Linked DNA regions of Sus scrofa: region 1 is linked to region 2. Evidence: chromatin contacts called from public HiChIP or PLAC-seq data. All regions are on one chromosome and are shown on one strand. The core of a region is the stretch at or near the end of the contact, and the rest is flanking DNA. Distances in the headings are between cores, read along the strand shown. Region 1 holds the start of LOC100522040 (formiminotransferase N-terminal subdomain-containing protein-like). Region 2 holds the start of COQ10B (coenzyme Q-binding protein COQ10 homolog B, mitochondrial).

Region 1 (2,972 bases), core at 78-2,577, 2.2 Mb before region 2:
AAACTGTTTAATAAACTAATTGTTTCACAGTTCAACAAACACATTTAGCCATATTCTAGCTTTACCTGATAACACTAGCACTACCCAAGAGAACTTTCTGCAGTTGATGGAAATAGTCCATAGAAATGCTCTGTATTTGCACTGTCCATTACAGCACTTAGAAACCTTTGGTGCTACTGAGCACCTGAAGTTAGTGCGACTAAGAAACTGGATTTTTAATTCTATTTAATTTTAATTAATTTAAAGTCATATATAACTAATGGCTACTGTACTAATGACAACAGCAGTTTTAGATTAAGATCCAGCTTTCCAAGACAACATATCCTGCAGCCACAAAATTAATAATAAAGATAATATCACACACTAGGACTTCCCGTGGTGGTTTAGCGGAAACAAATCCGACTAGTATCCATGAGGACATGGGTTCCATCCCTGCCCTCGTTCAGTGGCTTAAGTAAGGATCCAGCGTTGCTATGGCTGTGGTGTAAGGCCAGCAGCTACAGCTCAGATTTGAACTTACATATGCCGTGGGTGTGGCCCTAAACACACACACATACACACACACACACACACTCATTCACAAAAACAAAAGTACAGAATTTAAGTGAGCATCAAAGTATTGACATGCTTAGCAATTACTGTCCCTTTCTTAGGGTTACTGAGAATGTCACACCTAGTAAAGCCTTTTTTGTTTACTTGTTTGCTTTTTTAATAACTGCCAGCGTTTTTTGAACACTACATACTAATTTAAAAGCCATCTCTCCGTCTCCTGCCCAACACCCACACACACACACACCCCTCTGAGAAACCAAGTTGTAGAATAAATATACATTATCTGTCTCATTTCTATGTCTTAAATTCCACTTCCTGGACTGCCAGCTCGCTCTTTCCAGGTTGTAGCCCTCCAAACACAGCCTTCCTCTGGGGCTCTATGAGGAGGGGATTAGGGGCGTGGAAGGGGCGATTTGGGATTTCGTGGAGCCACCCGGGTTAGCACACGTGTGGGTGTGTTCAGGCGAGGCACGGAATCAGGCAGCAGCTATGACGGAAGAATCTAGAGAATTCTCATAGCCACAAGGGAAAGGAACAGGTGCCCAGGAAGGCCGCAGGTTACCTGCACATCCCCGGGGAAATAGAGAACGTGATGCTGGGGCGGCGTTTGCGGCTCCACCTTCGTCGGGTCCCCAGGGAGGTTCCGCGGTTCCTGTCCCTCCCCCGCGGCCACCGCCCCCGCCGCCAGCAGGAGCAACTCGTTGCAGCGCTGCGGATCTGCACCCGGCACCGTGGACAGCCGCAGGCACTGCGGTCGGAGCCCCTCGGCCGAGGAGCAGAGCGCGCCGCCGCTGCTGCTGCTGCCGCCAAGGTTCATGGTTCTGGCCTGAGAGCAGGTCGCGGCGATTCCGATTCCGAGTTGCGGCAGAAGAAGCAGCAGCGGCGGCGACCGCAGGAGCCTGAACCCCCACATGGGTCGCCGCCGCCAGAGCGGTTCGTGTGGTGGGGAAAGTCTCGAGGGAGGAACTTCGGCCCGGCGGCACCCAACGGTCAGCAGGAACGGCCCGGGCGGGACCTGCAGTGGGGGCAAAGTGGCGTCAGAGGCCGACGTCCGCGCGCAGCGTGCGTCACGGAAGGAGGGGTGTGCGCGAAATTCGACTCGGGTTCCCGGGAGGAGGCGACGAGGGGGCGTGGCCCGGGAAGGACGTTTATGATTGGTGGGTTCTGCACCAGCGGGAAGTTCGAACGGAAGTCTCGGAAGGAACCTGAGGAAACGCAAAGGAAGAGGGAGTGAGCCGAGGACTCCCAGCGGGAAGGGCAGCCGTTGTGACATTCCTATAGCAGAGGCTGCCGAAGGTCGCTGTCCAGTAGTGGGGTAGAGAGTTTTGAGTATACCATGCCCCTCTTTCTGTAGACTCAACTTTCAGGTGAGGTTTTTCTAGTCCTTCGGGCCTTAAAAGAGACACAGCCCCAGAGATAATAGAGTAACTCTGTCCTGTGGGACAGAACTTCTGTGGGAGGTCTTTTACGTGTTCTGCATGAAGAAAATCTCCCTCTTCTCACACCCTCGCGTTTCCCTGCGGACACACAAAGATTTCTAGGTTCCTGAGACTTGATTTAGTTATGAAGTCTAATGCGTCTCTGGTAGCAGGGAGCAGGACACAAGGAGTGGGATGGGGGAAATGGGAACAAGCTTTAGTTGTTACACATTTGATGTCATTTTGATGTCGTTGGTGTTTACAGCCAACGGGACTTGCTATTTTAGGGTTTTCAAAAACCAGCTTGAACACTAGGAAAGTCATAGGTGTCCAACAATTATCTGTACCCAGTTGAGTATGAATAAGATTTAACTAAAAGTATGCAAAAGACGAGGAAGGGGGGAGCCCAGTGTTCTAAAGTCCTTGTGAGGCAGGGCACTGTAAGGTAATGTGTGGGAGAAATAATAGTGAGAATTTAAAATATTACAGCCAACATTTATTGAGGCATATTGTAGGCCAGAAGTTGAACTAGGCACTTCATATATTAACTCTTCTGGGTCTATATATGTGTGTACTTAAGTACACACGCTCTTTTCTTTACTCCACATATCAAATATCAATAAGTAGCCTTGAAGTATGAATACAAATGAGTAAATGATAAAATGTAGTTTTCTTACATATACTTATATATACTTAGTGACTTCAGAGAGGTATAATATGATAGCCTACTCTGGTCTAATTATTGAGTTTCATCTGACATCATAATAGTAACCAATCAAATTTAATTTTACCAAGTATATCTGCTGCTTCCTAAAAGTAACTGGTTAAAAAGAAGCAGAGGCTAATTATATAATAATGAATATATAACCATATTTCAGCAATCAACCTTCATTTTATTTTGTGAATCACATGCATGTTGTTACCATCTCTTGTTAGGTAGAGGATTACTAAAATGTAATCCATAAACCAAACGTTTTCATGGGGTTTGATTTTTGTGGTCTT
Region 2 (2,700 bases), core at 68-2,567:
CTTAGACTAAGGGTGTCATGTGTTCCTGAAAATCCTTAAAAATATGTTCAGTGAATTTTAAAGGTAGTAATAATACTAACAACATTTTCTGAGTAAACTCATACACTTTGCTTTAAAGTGGTAGTATACCAATAAAAATTAGTAATAGTTACTCTGCTAAATGAAGCAGAACAGTAGAAATAAAATAAGCTACTAATTTGGCTTGTTGGTATTTAAAAAATTTATTGAATCTAAAAGTTCTGGAGCGAATCCAAATTTGTGCCTTCTCTCTCCACCCTGTACAGTTTACAACTGGAATTCATGTTAAACGTTAATTTTAATTTTCGAGCATAATGTATTAAAATGTCATTAATAAATGGAAACTACGCGGTCTAAGTATGGAATCCTTCATGTCTCCACCTCCATCACCTAACAAAAAAAACCCAACAACCAGGAAAAGTGAAGGCAGATTCTGGCTCAAGGTGTTACAGGATCGCTAAGCTCCAACAGCACGGAAAACAAAATCCACAAGTCCCCTATTTCGGCTTCAATTGAGTTTAGCAAGCACCAAAGGCCGGGGGCAAAAACTGTTAACAAGAAACTGAGAAAGCAAGTCTGGCCATTGGGCACGCTCACCGCCAGGCAACAAACTCCCACAAACCCATCAACTCGCAACTCTGGCGCTGCAGTTAACTTTCCGAGAGCAGCATAAGTAGGCCCGGAAGAGCCCAAAGGCACCTCCGCGGAGCTGCTTTATCAGCTGCTTCTAAAGTCGCTAGGCGGATGATTCACCGCCTCTCGCGAGGGCAACGAACTACAAACAGACGGGGCATCCGGAACAGGCCAGCGAGCCTCAGCCCAACGCGGGGGGGCGGGCGGGGAATGCGCGCGGCCCCAAAGGCAGCAGACCTACCCTTTCTCTCCAGAGACCGGGAAACTCATCGGGCTCGCCTATTTCACCCCAAATGACCCCGGTCCCTTTGCTCGGCAAGGCTGGGCGGAAAACTACCCCCAATGCGGCGAACCCATTGTTCATTACCTGATGTTCCGCGGAGGCCCCTGCGCAGGAGCCGGGACTCCGGTCGCTGTCGCCGATTTTGGACGGCATCCCGAGACCACCTTTCTCAAGGTTCTCTGGCCTGTCCGAGCTGCCACAAACATCTTACCGAAGCCGGTGCGCCTCTGGGACCAGGCAGACGGCACCGCCCTCCTTCCCGGGGCCCGACCTTCCCGGCGCCGGCGCCTTCCAGCCAATCGGCGGGCCCCCTGAGCCGCCAGACACGCCCCTTCTCCCTCCCAGATTGCGCAGAGCTGACGCACATTCCCACTGCCGCAGGGCGTCCTGTAAACGCGCTCGTCATCCTTCCTGCCAATCAGAGGGGGCGTAGGGCCATCGGTACCCACCTCTTTCCGCCGGCCACTCTCTAGTTCCTGCCGCGCGCTTGGGCGCCTTACGTAAGGTCCACGGTGACCGCTCACCCCCCTTCCCGCGCTGGAACTCTTCCCCGGATTCGTCAACCGCCGCGGTTCTCTTGGGTGCTGTTTCCGGTCGTGAGGCTCGCCACATGAGCGCAGCCCGGGGGCGGGAGGAAGCCCGAAATTCTAGGTGTTAGTTATGTAACTATCCAAACCGGTGAGTGCTGGGTCGGACCTGCCATCCCTGCTGGCCGTCAGTCTTGTTGTTAATGATTGTCTAATACAGTACCTGCCGTGCTTACCCAGTGAGGTTGGTGTGAGGGCAGTGTAAGGCCATGTCGTTAGGAAAGAGACTCGGGGGCGTTTGCTTTCTGCCTGTGTAGGCAACATTTTAATTGGTGTTCGTATGTGATAATGCTTTGTGCAGTTGAAATCCGTTGCTAGAAAGCATATTAAGCATTTTCCAGTACAACACAGGAGGTTCTTGTCCATTGAGGTGGTTCTGAGCTGCATCGAAATAATCCAATATCAGATTACTTTCGAATACCCAGTCCCTGCTCTTCTTGTCTTGAACTTTAAATATTGCCTCAAACATATTGCTTTAAAACACGTTTTAAAAAGTTTTATTGAAGTATAGTTGATTTACATTAAAACACATCTTAACCGTATTACTCCCCCACTCAATACCCCAGTGGTTACCAGTTGTCTACAAAATACAGGCATTGCACTAGGACATCCTACTGACTCCTATTGCAAACTACTGGTATTGTTAACTAGAAGGCCTGTTAACATTTTCAGTGCAAGACATGATGTACTTGTGTACTTAATATAAGGCTTTTTTTTTTTTGGACTTTTTAGGAATATGGAAATTTCCAGGCTCGAGGTTGAATCAGAGCTGCAGCTGTTGGCCTCCGCCACAGCTACAGCAACCCACTGAGCAGGGCCAGAATCAAACTCATATCTTCATGGATACTAGTCGGATTCATTACCGCAGAGCCACAACGGGAACGCCAAGGCCTTCTTTTGTTAAATCCAAAATTTTCTCACTGAACTCTTCCCAGACACAAGAAAATATCTATTGAATTGAGTCACCCAATTGAATAGTTTACCAATTAAAACTTATAAGGCAAATAAAGGAATTTTTGTAATAGATGACAGTGTAGAGTACTCATTTGACTTCTCAGCAAAGGAAAGAATAATATAAACTTAAAGGTGATAATAAACTCTGGTTGAGTTTTAGTAGATGACAGTGCTTCCACAAATGGGGGCTAAAAATCTGTCTCTACAATAGGAGAAGATTGGTAG

What was found. HiChIP or PLAC-seq counts read pairs in DNA pulled down with a chosen protein or histone mark.
Region 1: an H3K27ac HiChIP or PLAC-seq map of skeletal muscle shows a contact between it and region 2, with 6 times the contacts expected there. The contact joins the promoter of LOC100522040 here to the promoter of COQ10B in region 2. A contact is called at or near these places in 1 of 5 promoter capture datasets (liver) and 1 of 2 datasets of contacts at active chromatin or transcription factors (skeletal muscle).

What each region holds. Positions count from the first base shown.
Region 1 is chr15:103,541,512-103,544,483 of Sscrofa11.1, reverse strand. LOC100522040 (formiminotransferase N-terminal subdomain-containing protein-like) reads left to right here and starts at 1,327. Exons shown (of 7, transcript XM_021075940.1): 1 at 1,327-1,541. The coding sequence starts at 1,464.
Region 2 is chr15:101,336,629-101,339,328 of Sscrofa11.1, reverse strand. It overlaps COQ10B (coenzyme Q-binding protein COQ10 homolog B, mitochondrial), which reads right to left and starts at 1,317. Exons shown (of 5, transcript XM_001928774.5): 1 at 1,019-1,317. The coding sequence starts at 1,140. It overlaps SF3B1 (splicing factor 3B subunit 1), which reads left to right and starts at 1,311. Exons shown (of 26, transcript XM_001928794.4): 1 at 1,311-1,612.